Regions from separate parts of the Zea mays genome. Here region 1 is linked to region 2. The links are chromatin contacts, called in public Hi-C maps. All regions are on one chromosome and are shown on one strand. Each heading gives the region's core, a stretch centred on a gene start, on an enhancer-like site or on the middle of the called end of the contact. The rest is flanking DNA. Distances are from core to core; before and after follow the strand shown.

Region 1 (3,378 bases), core at 510-3,009, 230 kb after region 2:
TAATCTGTACGTCTAGATTCGTGGCCCTGAACCGCGCGCTGCCCCATCATTAGGATTCCGCGTAGCTAAAATATACAATTGGCTGTTACGATATCGACGCCACGTCGTGGTTACAGCGAGAGCGCATTACATGGATGTAGCTTAGTACGGCAAGGGACTAATTAAGTACCGGGACAAGGGCACGAATTAAAACTGGGAGATCTTTCGTCTCGCAGCTTCCCTCCTCTCTAGAGCATGCATGGCGGCACTGGCAGCATGTGAGTAGAATTGGCGTGGAATTGCTTTTACATGGCAACGAACGCGGCATACTGCATGCCCTTTTTGACTGGTCCGTCCTCAGTAATCTTTGCTTATTATATACTATATATATAGACAGACAGTTAGATACGGGCGTGGTGTATTATGCAATATTTATTGGTCGGAATGGTCGATAGATCTTGTGAAAGTCTAGTTGTTCGGCACCGGAAATGGTAGATTATTGGAGCGGTGTGGATGCTGGTCTTTATCATTGCATGGATTGTCTTTCTGTGTGGAATTCTGATCACGGGGGTCGCGTGCAGACCACGGCTTGCTTCTCTGGGTCTGGGGGGCCGCAGGGCTTCTCTTATACACGGCACGAAGCTGTAGGAATAGAGATCGAGCTGCATCTCCTGAGGTAAAAAGAGGCGGCAGACCAAATCTTGGCAGTAATGAATGTATGCGCGTAATGCATTTTACGGCAGTTGTTATCTGAGCGAGGCGGGGTTCACGTTCATTGTTGCTGGACAGCTGGATTTGTTCCGGGAATAACAACTGGACAGAGAGGAGAAGCACACTGGAGAATCCCTTTTCATCTGGCAACTACTGAGAAGTTTTTTACAGTGCCCTACCTAACCTAACCACGTATACCTACGTGCATCACATTTCGGCTGCGACTGCAGTGTGTGCAGTCTGCAAGAGGTTGTTTTCGCTGAAGATCCAATATGGGCAACCACCAGCTGAGCCGCCAATTGGCCAGTCAAAGGGAGGCAAAGTGGTAGACCGCTGGTAGGCAATAGGCAGGGGATGGATTCGATCGTCCAGTTAGGGCGAAGCTAATATTAGGGAGAACTAAATTAGATTAGGGAGGGCTATTAAACTTATTTGTTGTACGTGAGAATTAGCTAAAGAAACTAACAGCCTCTATAGAATTAGGGGTGTATTAGGGAGAACATTATCTAGAAATCACAGATTTGGACAAATGACAGTAAAAGGAGACTTTTTTTTTTACCTCGGAAGCTCCTCAAAACTGATGCGAGCAATAGAAAAAAGAAGGGTGCAACAGCAACGCTGCATGCATGCTTGGCTGCTCATCACTCCCTCCCTCCTCACCCGGACGTCTTCCTGCGGCTGCAGAATCCAGCCAGCGGCGGCGCCCTTCCCATGGGATGGCTGGTGCGCGGCGTGGGCCTCGCTCGGCTGTCGGCCCATCCCCACCGTCCAAACCGCCCGCCAACTTGCGGGGGCGGAATCCTTCCCGATTCCGCTCCGTCGTCGGACCTGGACCTGCTTCTTGGCGCAACACGGCTCGCTCGGACGCCACGCCACCGGCTGCGCTGAGACTGCCTGCACTGCACGAGAGCCGGTGACAGCGAGCCACCGCGCGTGCACTGCACCCGTGCACACCGCACCTTCTTCCCCCCCACCCCCCCCCAACCCCCCCCCCCCCACCCCCCCCCCATCGCCAGAGGCGCCCAACCCCCGCTATAAATCGCGCGCGCGCGCCAGCCCACCCCCCGGCATCATATTCAAGCCAACCAATAATAATACCAGCCAAACCAAGCAGCAGCAGCTCCGGCGGCTGCTGGTCCGTCCTCGCAAGCGCCGCTCGACCGGCGAAGAGATGGGCAGCTGCTTCTCGTCGTCGTCGAGCGGGTGGGCCGCGGGCGACGACGCGGCCGGCGGCGACGAGAGGAGGAGGGTGTGGCCCAGCGACGACGACGGCGGCGAGTGGGACGTCGACAACAAGGCCGCCATCTACATCGCCAAGTTCCACCGCCACCAGTCCGGCGTCGTCTGCGCCGACTGCGCCGACCAGCAGCAGCAGCACGCGCCGGCGGCCGCCACTGCTGCCGCCCAGTGACTTGGCTTGGCTAGCTCGCTGATCGATGCATGGAATCCGAGATGGTGACGAGAGTTCAGTTCAGTAGCAGTAATCATGTCTTGTTCTTTTTGGGCGTGGATGATCCAAATCCAATCAATCGGTCATGCCCCCGCCATCCCTCCTCCTCCTCCTCCTCTGCCTAAGGTTTTTTCTCTCTAGCTAGGACTATCCATCGAGCTGGTTAGCTGCTAATGAATAATCATATCGACGGATATTACCTAGGCCTAGATTGTGTAGTACATACGTATGTATGTAAATTTGTTCCATATATATACACACATATGTGAAGAGACTATATATATATGCGCTTGCTTTTCGAATCCTCTCTGCAATGCTTTCCTCCAGTTTCAAACAATCCTCGATCGCATCTACAAATCTCGTGTACTACATGTTTGTTCTTGCATGCATGTTTGATCAGGACATGCATGAATTCTTGACATGCAAGTCTGATTAACGAAACAAGATGATGATGAATTATGATAGCTGCCTGCTTTGTGCAGTGAAAGCTAGCTAGCTCTCTCTCCACGGCCTGCATGCACACCGACAGTTCAATGCAAATCATTGCACAAATCTCATTAATTCCTCTATATATACTAGCTAGATGATCACGAGTCACTTCAACTTTCAACATTATACTAGATGAGTGCCCGTGCGTTGCAACGGGAACATTTAATAATATGATAACTTATGTACAAATGTGTGTTATATTGTTATGAGAAAATGTTTCAAAATCCATTGTGATCCACATGGCGCGCCAGCAGCCGGAGCGAGTGCCGCCGCAGCAGTGTCCTGTTGGTTGCGGAGGTGGTTGGAAGCGCGACGGGGTTTGCGGGAGCCCGCCCCTGAGCGGCGGGCTGTTCGCGGCGGCGACGAGCGCCAGCAGCCGGAGCGAGTGCCGCCGCAGCGGCGTCCTGTCGGTTGTGGAGGTGGTTGGAAGCGCGACGGGGTTTGCGGGAGCCCGCCCCTGAGCGGCGGGCTGTTCGCGGGGTACCCCGTGGTGGGCCCGAGGACGCGCTGCTGACGGTGTGCCCCTGGGACCCGCGCGTGCGGGGCGGCACCCTCTTCCACCAGACCACCTTCAGCCTCCCCGTGCGCCGCGCCGTGCTGTTCGTCGCCGAGGTGCACCGGCTGCGGGACCTGGAGCCCAGGGCGCTGTGTGGCGTGGAGCTCTACGACGGCATCCTCATGCGCTACGTGAAGGCGTCCACAGCCTACCTGGGCAAGCCCGCGCCGCGCGGGGAGCCGTCGGGAGACAT
Region 2 (3,404 bases), core at 492-2,991:
GTATTCTAGAGACTTAGTAACCGATACTAGGCAACATAGAATCTAACATAACGGTGTTTCGCTAAAAAAATTTATAAACTTCATCGGGGCCTGCTGACCCGATAACCCCCTAAATTCGCCCATGGATACCGGGGTGGTGGCCCTGTGTGCGCTGACAGAAGATCAAAACGGGTCCGGCCGGCCTTTTGCACAGCTAAACGTTAAACGGTCGACAGGGCGGGGTTTGCTGATGTGGTTTTCCGGCAGTTTTTTGGCCTGTGATTCAGGCAAATCATCTCCGCGAAAATCAAGGAGGAAGAAAGGCTCTTCCACTGCGGTCACCTGCATCTGCATGACTACATTTTTTTAAGAATTAATGGAAACATAATGTTTCAGCTTTTTTTTTGCAGACTCCGGCATAGGAACTTGACCCCCCCCTCTAATCGCCCTTTTTCCATCCTTGCTTTCGCAACGCTTTTGGTCTAATTTGCGCTCTGTAATTTGCGCCCTTTTTCTTCTAATTTGCGCTCTGTAATTAATCGAAGCCAATCCCAAGAACCCCAAAAGTGCGCTCTGTCTGCAAGACCTACTGCAGTCTCTACCAGGCTAGTACTACACTACCAGCGCTCAACTCTCCTCGACCTCGAGCGAGTAGAACCTGATTCCAAGCCAACCAACCAGGCAGCTCATCTTCAGGCTAGACAGACGGCAGGAACCGGCACAACTGACGACGCCCCATGACACGAGCTCGTGCTGCTTCCAGGTTCCAGCCAGCAGTACAAGTGCCATTGCGGCAGCGTCACACTCACACACACACCCCCTTATCGCCAGCTAGCGGCGCCACCGACACCCTTCGCAGGGCCCATTTACCCCCGTCCCGTCCGCCCCCACCGGGAGTCCGGGACTACCACTGACGGCCCCAGCCGACTCTATCCCATCCTCTGCTTTTTACTGTCAGGCGCCCGATCGTCCATGTCGACACGTTTTACCGTCGCCTTCCGCGCGCCAATCATGCTGCACTTGTTCTTCTTCTTCCTCCTCCTCCTCCTTTCCACGGCCCTTCTTCTCTGCATCGGCCTTGGATCCCAGATCACCTCCTCGCTTATACATAATACACTTATACTTTCATTTCACAGGTCAAACAGTGCAGCAGAGATGATGCGTGCGTGCGTGCGTGACGATCAGACGCTAGTAGTAAAAAGAGAGAAAAAAAATATTCTTGTGCCGAGCTGGAGCAGCGCTGTCGCTGTGAGAGCTAGCGCAGCGCAGTGAACATGCTCGGCCACGACTCGACTGACGCGACCGACGGGCTCGCGTTCGTCGGTGCTCTCTAATGGCCCGGATCAATGGACGGCCATGTTCTTTCTCTACGACGCAAACTGGATCTGCATCTCAATTTGGCGCCAATGCCAACCGACACACACACACACTTGCAGTTTCATCGAGTCCACGCTAAAATATATATATATATATATATATTCGTGCTAGTAGGTAGGTCGCAGTAAAAAAAAACATCTGAAAAATGCTTGCGTGCTTGGTCTTCAGTAGTAGATTCGAAGAGAGAGAGAGAGAAAAGAAATAAGTGCGGTGGGATTGAGGGAGGAGGTATTAGGCTATTATTAGGGCGTAGTACAGTGCATACACAAAACCCTACGGCGTCCCTCTGATGCGGCGCTGAGGGCTGAGGCTAAGCACGTGGGTGGTGGCCTCTATAAACCCCTTCACTCCGGGCACTCGCATCCCGCAGCCCGCCCCGTCCGCCCGCCCGAGTCACACTCACACAGAGCCGAGCCGAGCCCAGGCAGGCAGGCAGGCGGCCCAGGCGCCCAGCCCACCCCCCTACCCCCGCGGCGCCGCCGGAGCCAGAGCGAGAGCGATGGACGCGCTGCCGGAGGCGTGGTCGCAGGTGCGCGCGCCGGTGATCGTGCCGCTGCTGCGGCTGGCGGTGGCCGTGTGCCTCACCATGTCGGTGCTTCTGTTCCTTGAGCGCGTGTACATGGCCGTCGTCATCTCCGGGGTGCGCCTGCTCCGCCTCCGCCCCGACCGCCGCTACCGCTGCGACCCCCTCCCCGAGGACGACCCGGAGCTGGGCTCCTCCGCGTTCCCCGTCGTGCTCGTCCAGATCCCCATGTTCAACGAGCGCGAGGTCCGTACCCCCCCGCCCGCCGCCGCATTACATTGCAGCGCCATGCCGCCATTGCCGGCCAAGCGCCCGTTGCAGCGGTTTTACTCCGGATTCGTTGGGTCACTAATAACCTTGGTTGCCTTGCGGTGGTGCCACGGGCGGGCGGGCGTGCGTTCTCTGCAGGTGTACCAGCTGTCCATCGGCGCCGTGTGCGGGCTGTCGTGGCCGGCGGACCGGCTGGTGGTGCAGGTGCTCGACGACTCCACGGACGAAGTGATTAAGGTATACTAGCTTGCGTTTCGCCAGAGATTTTTTTTTTCTCTTTACTGCTGCTAATCATGTACCTGTGCGTAATGCATTAGCATCTGCAGCAGCGTTATCTTCTGCCTGTCGGTGGGTGGCCATTGTAGTTCCATACGGACAGTCGCCTGCGCCTCTGCCTTTTGTTTTTTTTTTACTTCTTTAGATTAGACTTTGGTTTCCTCTGCCCCTTTTTTTTACCTTTTTTTTCCTGTCCCCAGCCGAATTGAAGGAGGCCGCAGCGCCCGGGCATCCTGCCAGGCCTGGCCCCGACCACCCTTGTCCTCTTTTTACTCACGCCACTGTACAGCCCGTCAGCCCCCGCATCATGCTACGCCGCCCCCGGCTCCGGCTGTGTTTGTGCGGTAATAATGACACTTGTAGAAGAAGCGGGTAAAAGAAAAAAAAAACCACACATCTTACAGTTACTACTGCTGCACTGCTGCGTACAGTGCACGTGACGGCATCAGCTTCGCAGTTTTAGGAACTACAGTATTACGAAAATACGTTGCAAATAGGCTAGCTAGTACTACTAGCAACACACCCATTCTCGCTATGTTTTTTGGCGGGAACGGGGAACCATGGGCCCATGTCTGCTTGCCTACTTGCCTAGCAGCCTAGGTATTCTCAGTTATTTTACTAGTAGTACGTTTCATTACGTATTTTTACGCATTGGGTTTTCGGGGGTGCATTAAACTGTATGGTAGCGTGTGGAAAACTGTCTCCTCCGCGGCGGCGCGGCAGTAAAAAACAGCAGTAAAGAGGGGTAATCTCGCGCACAGTGGGGATTCGTGGTCGGCATCGTTGGCTGGCCATTGCGCGCTGCCATTTCTAGACCTACGGCATTGATTGCTTGAGGTGGTGGCGGACTGGCGGTGGTGGTCGTCCGTCGTCCATGCAGAGCATTCAATGCCCCCGCTAATTAAGCACAATCAGGGGGCTCTTCTTCAGTGCTGTGCATGACCCTCCTCCTCCTCCTAAACAAAATGGTAAAGACCCT

Evidence for each region. A called contact is a pair of places that touch in the nucleus more often than the background predicts.
Region 1: a contact with region 2 is called in a Hi-C map of tassel, with 2.1 times the contacts expected there. The contact joins the promoter of LOC100276159 here to the promoter of LOC100192112 in region 2. A contact is called at or near these places in 3 of 25 Hi-C or Micro-C datasets (ear, leaf and tassel).

Annotation. Positions count from the first base shown.
Region 1 is chr4:242,874,883-242,878,260 of Zm-B73-REFERENCE-NAM-5.0, forward strand. LOC100276159 reads left to right here and starts at 1,760. Exons shown (of 1, transcript NM_001328643.1): 1 at 1,760-2,442. The coding sequence starts at 1,862. The coding sequence ends at 2,101.
Region 2 is chr4:242,643,187-242,646,590 of Zm-B73-REFERENCE-NAM-5.0, forward strand. LOC100192112 reads left to right here and starts at 1,742. Exons shown (of 9, transcript NM_001137535.1): 1 at 1,742-2,125; 2 at 2,288-2,386. The coding sequence starts at 1,856.